2 separate regions of the Mus musculus genome follow, and region 2 is linked to region 1. A link is a contact called in public ChIA-PET data. All regions are on one chromosome and are shown on one strand. Each heading gives the region's core, a stretch centred on a gene start, on an enhancer-like site or on the middle of the called end of the contact. The rest is flanking DNA. Distances are from core to core; before and after follow the strand shown.

Region 1 (6,170 bases), core at 666-3,165:
TGTATATGTGTGTGTTGTTTGTTTTTTTGAGCAGGGTGTTTCATTGGCCTGAGTCACAACATAGACCATGCTGGCTGGCCAGAGAGCTCCTGGGAGCCTGTATTCCCCTCCCCAGCACTGGGATGATAGCTTATCATTGTTCTATTGCTATGAAGAGACACCATGAGCAAGACAACTTTTATAAAGGAAGGCATTTAATTGGAGGTGTGTTTATAGTTTTAGACTATAGTTATAGTCCATTATCATGGTGGGAAGCGTGGTGGGATACAGGCAGGCATGGTGCTGAAGAAGTAGCTGAGAGCTACATCCTGATTGGCAGCAGCAGCAGCAGGTGCATGAGAGACAGAGACAGAGACAGACAGAGAGAGAGAAAGAGACAGAGAGAGAGACAGACAGAGACAGAGACAGAGACAGAGAGACAGAGAAAGACAGAAACAGAAACACACACACAGAGACACAGACAGAGAGAGACAGAGAGACAGAGACAGACAGAGACAGAGAGAGACAGAGACACACATAGACAGAGACAGAGTCAGAGAAAGAGAGAGACAGAAACACACACAGAGACAAAGAGACAGAGACATACAAAGAGAGAGACAGAAAGACACAGAGAGACACAGAGACAGAGATGGAGATAGATAGACAGAGAGACAGACAGACACAAACATAGAGACATAGACAGAGAGACAGAAACACAGACAGAGGCTGGACCTGATGTGTTCTCATGAAATCTCCAAATCCACTCCCAGTGTCATACCTACTCCAACAAGGCCACATCTCTAATCTTTCCCAGTTTACCAACAGATGACTTAAGCGTTCAAGTATATCAGTCTATGGGGCCATTCTCATTCAACTCACTACGGGTGGCGACCATAACCAGCATGTCTGTGGGGGTTGGAGCTATCACTCATGCTTGTGTGGCAAGCCCCTTACTGAGTCACCTCCCGGCTCTGGCAGGCTTTTTGAGTGTTTACTCCCGACTTCCCATCCTCCCGAAGTACAGCATATAGCTGTGGGTGAGGTCACAGGTAACCTTCCTTCCCCAGCCAATCAGCATCAAGGGTTGTCTGCTGACTAAGTTCTTGAGGACGCTTTCAGTTTATGTTGTCATCTACTTTGGACTTTTGGGACATACTACATAGCCCCTAGGCTGACTTTGAACTCATGACCCTTCTGCTTCCCAAGTGCTGGGGTTACAGATCCCCATAGCCTCTACACACAGAGATACGCACACATTTCCATCTTGGCCAAAGATTATAAGAAGAAATTCTGTGACCCACGCCAGCTTCTTGCTCATAGAGGAGTGGGCGATCGGGCCTCGATCCTCCTCCTTGCCTGCTGACTGGTGTGGAAGCCATAGCAGCCGTTTTCTATCAAAACTGCAGCAGAGACTGAAGACCCTGTTGAATGGAGGCTGCTGATAGCAGAGCCAGTACTGATTCTGGGGATAGGTCGCCATAGTATCCCGCGGGCAGTAGAATGAACAAACAAGACCCTTAGAGAGAAGACAGTTGGCATTCTGACCGTACACAGTGGGTAGGCGGCCAGCCACGGGCCCAGGCCGAGCAGGCCTAGCAGGAGGCACACGGCTGAGCAACAGCTGTGAGCATGTGTCAGCTCACCACAGACTTTGACTCCACTCACCCAGAGGGCATTTTTCCCGCTCTTGCTGCCCCTGACCTTCTGGCCCCCAGCCTTCCGGACCCTGCCTGGGAAGAGAAAGCCCAGTTTGTGTATCTTGACACTCAGTAGCAGCTCTGCCCCCCACCGCCCTGGCCCTGGTCGGGGGAATTCATACACAGCTTGGGAATAAGCTGCCCCAGCTGGGAAACTAGACCCCTGCCTGCTTTAGTGACAGTTGTCACAGAGAAACAGGATGTCTGAAACCACACCAAAGAATAGTGTGTTCTTCGGAGGCTGGCGTCTGACACTGTGAGGGAGGAAGTGAGCTCTCCGAGGGAGCACGGTGGCAGATGGGAGAGGTCAAGAGGCTGCTGCGGAAAAGAGAGAAGAGCAGGGCGCTCCCCCCATTTCCAAGAAGGTTTGCGCCCCCTCGCCCAAACCTCCCCCAAATATCTCTTTGGGGGTCTTTGAGTTCCCAGAGAGTGAATGTGGACAAAGTTAGTCCCAATCTCTCCCAGCAGGGAGTCCTGAGCACCCGCCAAGAACACAGTCTGTGCTGGCAGTTCGCGTTCACAGCTCAGGGCCTGTCTTGACTCCCAGGTCACAGAGGCAACAATATAGACCTGTTACTGTATCTACTGCCGCAACTGTGGCGTGATATGGCGCGGAGGGGGCTGGGGGTGGGGGCGGAGAGGGGGGCGCTGGGATTTTGAGGGGGAGATTCAGGACTGCTAATTCTACAGGGTGTATTGACTGAGTTCATAATTAAACATAATGCCGATTTTACATCAGTCATCAGGATTTGCTTTTGGGTTTTTTTTTTTTTTCTCACGTTGAGGTTTATAGTTCCCTCAGTTCTATCCACAGATGGTTGGTTCAGACTTCCATGTGTACTTCGACAATAGAAGACACAAAACACAACAGCTGTCCCAGACACATGCTTTCCAACATGGCTCTGCAGAGTGACTGAGGGGACCAGGGGCTCAGCCTCTGTCCTGACACAGCAGCTTTGGGCACTCGGCAGGTATCCAGGTCATGATGTGTCCCCTGGTAGGGCCACACTAAGAGTCCTGTTCCCCGTTGGCTTGCAGCTTGTGTTCACAGTTGACTCTGATTGGCAGTGCCCCCGGCTGATTATAATTCTTTACTTTTTGAGTATTTTTTCACACTACTTTTAAAGAAGCAAGTGTGTGTACAGATCAAAGGGCCCATTGCAGAGGTTGACTCTCTCCTACCCTATGGGTCCACATGTCATCCAGGGATCATCACGCTTGGAGACAAGTGCCTTGGACCTCTGAGCTGCCTCAGTGGCCACCTTTTAAGGTTTTGGACAACTTTGAAATAGCTCCAAATTCACAGAGAAATTGCAAAATAGTTGAGAGATCCCCGGCACAAGTGTGATGCGTATTTATCAAGTTTGAACATTTTGTTGTGTTTCGTTCTCTCTGGTCTCTTTTGTATGCAGATATAACTGTATATATTATATAGAGACTACTGAATTCACCAACGTTAAGAAGTGGGGACATATGTTTCCTTTCTCACTTTATAATAATCTCTCTCTCTCTCTCTCTTTCTCTCTCTCCCTCTCTCTCTCTCTCTGTGTGGTGTGTGTGTGTGTGTGTGTGTGTGTGTGTGTAGCCCAGGCTCTAACCTCAGACTTACTACATAGCTGGGGATAGCCTGGCCCTCCCGGTTCAACCTCTTAAGTGCAGGGATTAAAATGGAGGAAATTTAATAGCAACACGTGAATGGCTTTATGATTGCAAAAACAGTTGCTTTAAAATACTCATTCCTAAGAAAAAATATTAATTTCTTCTGTATTTATTTACCCAGTAATTACCTGATTGTTTATCTGCTTGCTTTATTATCATGGACTTTGGATTCTTGGTTTAGTCAATGGACTACACAATTCTCCTTAGTCATTAATTAAAACGTAATCAATAATTAATTTAGATATTTAAGTTTCCCATGACCCAGATTAATTAATTAATTAACTAGGGAAGGCCTAGTTCCTGGGTCGTGAGATCATCCCTTGTCATATTTTAAAGCATTTCTTCACTCTCTGGCTTCAGCAATTTTTTCAGGAGCCTAAAGAAACCACTCTCTGGATAGGTGTGGTAGCGCACACCTTTCATCTGAGCACTCTTGAGACAGAGGCAGGTGGATCTCTGTGAGTTTGAGGACGGCCTGGTCTGCATATGTGCAGTACCAGTAGAGGCCAGAAGATGGCACTAGATCCCCTGGAACCCGGATTACTGGCAGTTGTGAGCTGCCCTGTGGGTGCTGGGACCTGAACTGGGATCCTTTGCAGTGTCAGGAAGCACGCGTACGTTATGCTTCTTTCAATCAATTCCTCTTTCCCTTTTCTTTTCCCTGTAATCACCCTGGGACAAACAGATGGTTTCTTCTCCCAGGACCTGGCTGGCTGCATGTTTGTGTTAGTACATTCCTATCTCTTGTATGCAGCTAGTTTTGGGCTTGCTTGAAGAAAGGACTCTTTTAGACTGGCATAATACTTGGTTGTATCTCCTTTGGCAAAGTCAGTGATTCCATCCAATGTATTCCTAGTTCTTTAGGAGACAATGCTATCGTTTCAACTACATCCTTTCTTCATGAACTGGAAGAGTCCCACAAAGAAAACTTCTCATTAGCTGCCTGATGAGCCATGTCTATAATACCCACAAGAAAAGGAGGATAAATCCCTGAATCTTTTTTTCCCCTGTTAACAGTTTTTTAAAAAGAGAAATTTGCAAGCATGGTTGTGTACATCTCTAATCTCAGCACTCAGGAGGCATTTCAAAACAAAACAAAGTAAAACAAAATAAAAATGAAAACAAAAAGTGGGGAACACGTCACAGGTTTCCATCTAGTAGGAGACAAAGGCAGGAAGACTGGAGGGGTGAAGCTTAGGGGTGGGGCAGAGGAGTGGAGCAGGCATGGTGAACATTGGGCATAGCCAGCAGGGAATAAGGGGGGGCAGTCAAGGTGAGTGTGCCCTTGGGGGGAATGGTGGGAGCCCTGGGTGAATTTCCTTGTCATGGGCTCCTGCTGTGATGTACTGTGCTGCCTTCTTCAGAGATCCCGGCGGTGATTTTTATTACAAGCCTTTTCCTGAGAACCACTTTAATATAGGATTATTATACTTATTACTATAAGTATAATATTTAATTAGTATATATTAGTATATGGTATATATTTAATATACTATAATGATATAATTAGACATATCATATTAAGTCTAATTATATAATATACACTATATAAAGTATACTAATAACAGTAGTATAGTATAATTATTACACTTCTATTCACTGCTGTAAGGCACATGAGGGCAGAAGATGGCTCAGTCTACGGCACTTGCTGTCTGTCAGGCTTGAGGATCTGAACTCCATTTCCAGAGTTCACAGAAAGAAGCAACTCCCACATGCTGTCGTCAGACTTCCACACACATGTAATGGCACACACACACACACACACACACACACATACACACACACAATCCATAAGCATAATAAAAACTTAAAAATATGAGCCGGGGGTGGTGGCACACGCCTTTAATCCCAGCACTTGGGAGGCAGGCAGATTTCTGAGTTTGAGGCCAGCCTGGGCTACAAAGTGAGTTCCAGGACAGCCAGGGCTACACAGAGAAACCCTGTCTAGAAAAAAACAAAAATAAAAAATAAATAAAAATAAAAACTATGTGCATGGGGTGGTGCAGCTGTCTTTGAGTCATTTCCGCTCCGGTAAGTAGCTTCCCACATGCACGCGTGCATGCGCGCGCAGACACACACACACACACCCCTGTAACTCCAATAAAACTCACTGATTGTCTGGACTTTGGTGGTAAACTGGCACACTTTTGTCTGCCACCAGTCCTCATTCTGGGTGAGCAGATGTTCATGCATATCTTCCATGGAAGGAAGATACAGAACACGTGTACAACAGATGATTTACACAGAACACATGTGCAACAGATGATATACACAGAACATGTGTATAACAGATGATTTACACAGAACATGTGTACAACAGATGATGTACACATGACACATGTGCAACAGATGATATACACAGAACACATGTGCAACAGATGACTTACACAGAACACGTGCACAACAGATGACTTACACAGAACACGTGTACAACAGATGATTTACACAGAACACGTGTACAACAGATGATGTACACAGGACACGTGTGCAACAGATGATATACACAGAACACGTGTACAACAGATGATTTACACAGAACACGTGTACAACAGATGATTTACACAGAACACGTGTACAACGGATTATGTACACAGAACACATGTGCAACAGATGACTTACACAGAACACGTGTACAACAGATGATTTACACAGAACACGTGTACAACAGATGATGTACACAGGACACGTGTGCAACAGATGATATACACAGAACACGTGTACAACAGATGATATACACAGAACACGTGTACAACAGATGATTTACACAGAACACGTGTACAACAGATGATTTACACAGAACACAGGTACAACAGATGATATACACAGAACACATGT
Region 2 (5,977 bases), core at 1,937-4,436, 400 kb after region 1:
TTGACCTCAAACTCACAAAGATCTGCCTATTTCTGCCTCCTGCGTGCCGGGGATTAAAGGCATGTCCCACCACCATTGGGGCTTTCTTTCAAGTTTTAATTTGTGTGTGTGTGTGTGTGTGTGTGTGTGTGTGTGTGTGTGTTTGCCTGAGGTGGTGGGTAGTTTTTAATGTCAATTTGACACAGGCTAGCATCATTTTGGAAGGAGGAACCTCAACTGAGAAAATGCCCCCACCAGATTGGTCTATATGCTTGTGGTCTGTCTCTGTCTTCTTAATTAGGGATTGATGTGGGAGGCCAGGGTTTTGTGGGTAATATTATCCTTGGGCTGGTGGTCCTGGGTGTTATAAAAAAGCATGCAGAGCAAGCCATGAGGAGCAGCCAGTAAGCAGAACTTCTTCATGGCGTCCTCATCAGTGTTTTATCACAGCAAGAGAAACTCCAAGACAGTTTGAATGTGTGGGCATGCAACGTATGCAGAGGCTAGGATTTGAAACTAGTAGCCAGCTCTTATGACTGAGCCATCCCTCCAGCCAGCCAGAGCTCTTGCTTTTTTGATTCTTTTTAAAAGATTTTATTTTATATCTATGACTACACTGTCACTGTCTTCAGACACACCAGAAGAGGGCATCATATCTCATTACTGGTGGTTGTGAGCCACCATGTGGCTGCTGGGAATTGAACTCAGGACCTCTGGAAGAACAGTCAGCACTCTTAACCACTGAGCCATCTCTCCAGCCCAAGGTTTTGTTTTTATAACATGTTGAAATCCATTACGCAAAATTACAATTATTTATTTATTTTTTGGCCCCAACTCTGTAGTAAGATGTGGAAGTCAGAAGAAACCACTTCAGCTTCCTCTCTGGGAGGCAACAGCAGCCACAGTGTGCCTGTGAGGCCACAGGGCCCCAGATGGGAACTCTGTCTTGTTTCTTCTCAGCATGTGACAGCTTCTTGGGGTCACAGTTTCCTAAATACCAAAGCAGTGCTTACCTTACAGGGCCGGTGAAAGAAGAGACAAAGCTAAGGAAAGCTTAAGCACAGAGCCTGGCCCAAGGCCCTGCACGATGGATGCAGCAGGGTCTCCTCTCTGGCAGGTCCTCCACCACACCCCTCTCTAGCCACGTATTTTAGTCTGCTGCTTTAAGGAGCCATGCTCTGGCCCAGATCTGACTTTCCCATGTACCATTTCTTCTGTTTGGAATCTCTCCCCTCTGTTTAAAAACTGCTTCATGCTGGACATGGTAGTGCACACCTTTAATCCTAGCACCCAGGAGGCAGAGGGAGGCAGATCTCTGTGAATTTGAGGCTAGTCTGGTCTACAGAGTGAGTTCCAAGACAGCCAGGGCTACATAGCGATATTCTGTTTCAAAAACAAAAGCAAAACACTGTTTCATTAGCGGGACACTGTTGTATCCCTCTCTAAATTACAACCTCCAGTTAAATGTACATGGATCCATAGAGAGCCCAGGCATAGCAAAAGCATACAGGGAACTGAGCTCACTTTCATCTTGAATGGGGCATTCATTCCACATGGAGTTCCCGGTCCTTCAGACTCACATTGACATGTAAGCTGGACTTCTCTGGGCCTCCTTTGCATAAAGCAGATTATGGGCATCTCTGCTCCCCACTTTCCTGAGATACGTCTCTACACCTCTATACTCCACTGAGTGATCTTTCTTATGCATCTTGGATACTCCAGGACTCCCCAGAATGCCAGCATCCAAGGAATTCAAGTTCTTTGTGCAGAACGCTTATAATCTTCACATATAAGTTGCACATATTATTCACTATAATTACTTATTTAAGTTTTAAGATAGTCTTACTTTGCCGGTGGTGGTGACACACGCCTTTAATCCCAGCACTCGGGATGCAGAGGTAGGTGGATTTCTGAGTTCGAGGCCAGCCTGGTCTACAAAGTGAGTTCCAGGACAGCCAGGGCTACACAGAGAAACCCTGCCTCAAAAAAATTAAAAAAAAAAAGAAAAAGTCTTACTTTATAGCTCAGGCTGGCCTCAAATTCAAGATTCTCTTAATCCTAGCCTCTTGAGTGCTGGGATTATAAATACAAGACACCATACCTGGCTCTGCTCTACACTGTAAAGCTCTGCACTAGGGATAGTGTTTAGTGTGGTGAATGTTATGTGTGTTATTATAACGCTGAATTATTTAGGCAATAGTGACAAGAACAAAACCTAGATAAGTCCAGTGCAGATGTAGTTTTGTCTTGTTTTCCTGAAACATTAGAACCCACCCCTGAAAATGACATTTATTTCTGGAGAAGCCTGGTCAAGACACCAAAAGCTCCCTGAGCTCTGACTACCTCCTGGGTAGCTTGGTTCTCCCTGGCACCTTCTCCTGGGGTTTGACCTGAGCCATCTGGGAAGCATGGTTCAGCAACCTCTCTATCTTTTTTTTTTTTTTTCTTTCTCCCCTCCTACCTCCAAGTGGTCTTATTTTTTGTTATACTTTAAAAAACAAACAAACAAACAAACCCCAAACAAACAAATCCAAACCTTAAACATCTACTTATTTTATGTCTGTAAATTTTTGCCTCTGTGTATGTATGTGCACCCCGTGCATGCCGGGTACCCACTGAGGTTAGAAGAGGGCGTTGGAACCCCTAGACTGGAGTTAATGACGGTCGTGAGGACCCAAATCTGGGTCCTCTTAGAGCAGCTGGAGCTCTGGACAGCCGAACCATTTCTGCAGCCCTTCTGTTTTGCTTTTATTCGGGGCAGGGCTTCTTGTAGCTCAGGCTGGCCAACTCCCAAATGCTGAGATTACAGGCCTGGGCTACCACGCCCAGCAATTAACTTCATTTTTGCACCATTGCTTGTGTGGGTCTAACGGAAAAGGGCCTAAGAATTGAGGACATTCACCTTTAATCGCACTCCGTGCCCCTCGGGACTGTCTGGAACAGATTTGGATGCCAAGTCTCCAAGCCAGCCGCGCTACGAGTTTCCACACACCCCCACCCACCTCCTGCCTGGGCCAGGCCACCCCCACCCGGGCAATGACGTCTATTTGCATGCACCAGCGCCAAAGGAAGCGTTGGCTCAACGACGATTTGCATGCTCTCACGCTATTGGCTGCGAGGGCGGCGCCGCAGCCAATGGCTGCAGCGGTGTTTACAGCGCGGCTTGGGTGATGTAATGGAATCCTGGCTAGCCCGCCGAGCTCCCTGCGGACTGCGCGGTGACGTAGCGGCTTCCCCGACCGCACCCGGCGTGCAGGGCCTGGCGCGGGCAGTAGGGGCATGGCTCGCCCGAGGCTCGGTGCTGCCCCGCCGCCCGCCGCGTTCCTTCCGGCTTGGTGTTCCGGTGGCGGGACCAGGGAAGGGAAGCTCGGGCCAAATCCGGTCTCGGGCGAGGTGACAGAAATTTGGAATCTGACACCGGAGGATGGCTGAGCTCCGGCTCCTCTGGGAGTGCAATTACGGACTTCGCACTTTGTCAGCCACGCAGCTCTACAGCCTTTGCTGTTGTCTGCGGGTGTCTGTGTGTGTGTGGGGAGGGGGGGGGGCGGGGCGGTGAGAGTGATTTTGTAACTCTAAAGTTACAGAGGGTTTTGTTGTGTTTTTAATCAAGAGCCCTGGTTTTGATTTGTGGGTAATCTTTCTTTAAACCTCGCCCATTTCCGGCCTGGTGACCTGGGCCACTTTCTCATGTTGACCCAGATGATCCTCAGTAGCAAGAACAAAAGGACAACAGATGTGGAAACACTCAATGAAGCACAGGAAGGGAAGATGGCCTCTCCACCTCCAATCCAGTGGCCTTCTAGAACTCTGCAGTCCTTGCAATAGTCTTGGGTGACCCCATTTATTTTTTTTTATTTTTTGCCTTTGAGTGTATGCTTAAATGTGGGGAATGGCGGGGGGACCCCAGCCAAGTAGTTATTGATCCTGAGGCTGAGGAAGGGACCTATGAAGGGAATCCCCTTTGCAGTCCCAGGCAGGGGAGTCCCTCTGGGCCCAGTGGGTTAGTTAACCCCTCCACATCCTCTAACCCAGGCAGGGAGGATGTGAGGTAACATACTGGCTCCTCAACTATAAGCAGCTGAATCCAGGTCACCAAGTATGCTAGATGGCCTTGGGCCTTGTGGCTCAAGGTGGCTTACTGTTTTTCACCCTTGGGACTTCCATCTTGTCCCTGTCTCATACCCTTGAAATTCCGGACAGCCTAACCTCCATGGGGTGTTCTTTCCATTTCTAGGCCTTTTTCCACACTATACCCCACATTCTTTTTCTCTAGGGTGGCCCCTCTTCCCTCATATATCCTTCCTTACTCTTAATCTGTCTTGACTGTGTAGATATCCCCTCATAGTAAAACTAGCTGCTGGGCTTTTTGTCTCCGTGTCTTTTTTTTTTTTAAGACTTATTTATTTATTTATTTATTTTTTTGTATATGAGTACACTGTAGCTCTTTTCAGACACACCAGAAGGGGGCATCAGATCCCATTACAGATAGTTGTGAGCTACCATGTGGTTGCTGGGAATTAAACTCAGGACCTCAGGAAGAGCAGTCAGTGCTCTTAACCGCTGAGCCATCTCTCCAGCTCTTGTCTCCCTGTCTTAGGAACCCTCCAGGGTGTGGGCTAGTACCAATGAGGACTGCATCCCTAACTGCTCCTAGAAGCCCAGCCTTACAAAGGACTGAGTGGTTTACCTTCCCTCTCCACTCTCCTGTCTGCAGGAGGAACTGGGAAGTGGTCCTGGGATTTGGGCAGGGAGGAGGGGACACCGTGGTGAGTGCCTTCTGGGAATTAGAAAGCCAGGCTGTGGGGCTGCTTGGCCACTGACTAGCTGAGGAAGCCAGTTAAGGGAACCACAGTGGGGCTATTTATAGGAGATCTGTTGTGACACAGAGGTCGCCATGCCCTATCTGTGCAGCCCCCCCTCCCGCCAAAGCACAAGTAAACACCAGCTGGGCAAAGCCAGGCTAAGCATTTTTTGAAGGACAGCTCCAAGACAAGCATCCCAGCCCTGGCTCTCCCTCAGGTCCCCCTGAATAGAAAAGGCAGATCCACCACTGCCTGTCATTTTCCTGGTACATGCTCTATGTGTGTTATCAAAGACACTGTCTTCACAACGCTGCTGCTGTGTGAGACAAGTATGTTACCATGTGTGTGTCTCCAAGGAGGAAACGGGAGCTCAGAGTAGGCCAGTTTCTCTCCTGGAGTCCACAGCTGGGAAAGAGCCAGGAGAGGCAAGAATCCCTGGGTGGTCTGTCTGTCTGTGTCCAGGGTTCTTCCACAGCTGTTCAGATCACCCAGTCACCAGCATCCATTACATGCCACTTGGGCCTCAGGCCCCTCTTCCATCTCAGCCTGTCTCTTTAAGCTGTCCCAGTGTTAGCATGTCACATGTTGCTATCTTCTTTATTATAGAGTAGATAATTGAGGCAGGTTTGGCTGAGAGTATTTATAGAGAGAGACCTCTGTGAGTTGGAAGTCTCCATGGAAAAACTGCTAGCAGCATTTTTTTTTTTCGTTTTCCATTCCTGTCTAAATAAATGTATTTCTCCTACACAGGCAAATATTTTAGAATGTATTTTCAAAAAGACTGGTGGAAAAATAAAAAAGGGAGCAGGGCAGCGCGTTCTTTCCAGAGCCCCTTGGAAAGAGCTGCTAGGGCAGGAGGGGAGGCCCGTCTGAGGTTCCCTAACTCCTGGCTGCTGCTGTACCTCAGTGTCTACAGAAGGATGTACTGTTTGAATGTGGGAAAGAACAGGACTGATTCTGGGATTTTTAAAGACAAACCAGAGGTTCTAGAGTTGGCTGTGAAGCAGGGAGTGGAGAAAGGGATTTTGTTGTTGCTGGAGTGTCAGGCAGCTCCAGAGAAGGACTTCTGGGTGTGGGAGAAGAATGTGAATGCTGGTCAGGAGAGGAAACCTCTGGATGCTGAAGGGATCTTGGCCATGTGGGTCCAGGCTAGGCTAGCTGCTGGTGAAACAGGCACAGGATAGGATGGCTAGGAA

The links. ChIA-PET counts read pairs in DNA pulled down with a chosen protein or histone mark.
Region 2: an RNA polymerase II ChIA-PET map of memory CD8 T cells shows a contact between it and region 1, with 5 read pairs. The contact joins two enhancer-like sites. A contact is called at or near these places in 1 of 15 datasets of contacts at CTCF or cohesin (embryonic stem cells), 2 of 484 Hi-C or Micro-C datasets (the G1E-ER4 cell line and embryonic stem cells) and 2 of 115 datasets of contacts at active chromatin or transcription factors (embryonic stem cells and memory CD8 T cells).

Annotation. Positions count from the first base shown.
Region 1 is chr15:100,843,541-100,849,710 of GRCm38.p6, forward strand. No RefSeq gene overlaps it. Among named protein-coding and RNA genes, the nearest start is that of Gm35569, 13 kb to the left of the region's middle. Within about 2 kb of position 1,916, at least 79 of the 459 cell types and tissues checked have an H3K27ac peak or open chromatin away from gene starts, as enhancers often do. A contact at or near this core is called in memory CD8 T cells, where this site is marked.
Region 2 is chr15:101,243,330-101,249,306 of GRCm38.p6, forward strand. No RefSeq gene overlaps it. Among named protein-coding and RNA genes, the nearest start is that of Nr4a1, 21 kb to the right of the region's middle. Within about 2 kb of position 3,187, at least 406 of the 459 cell types and tissues checked have an H3K27ac peak or open chromatin away from gene starts, as enhancers often do. A contact at or near this core is called in memory CD8 T cells, where this site is marked.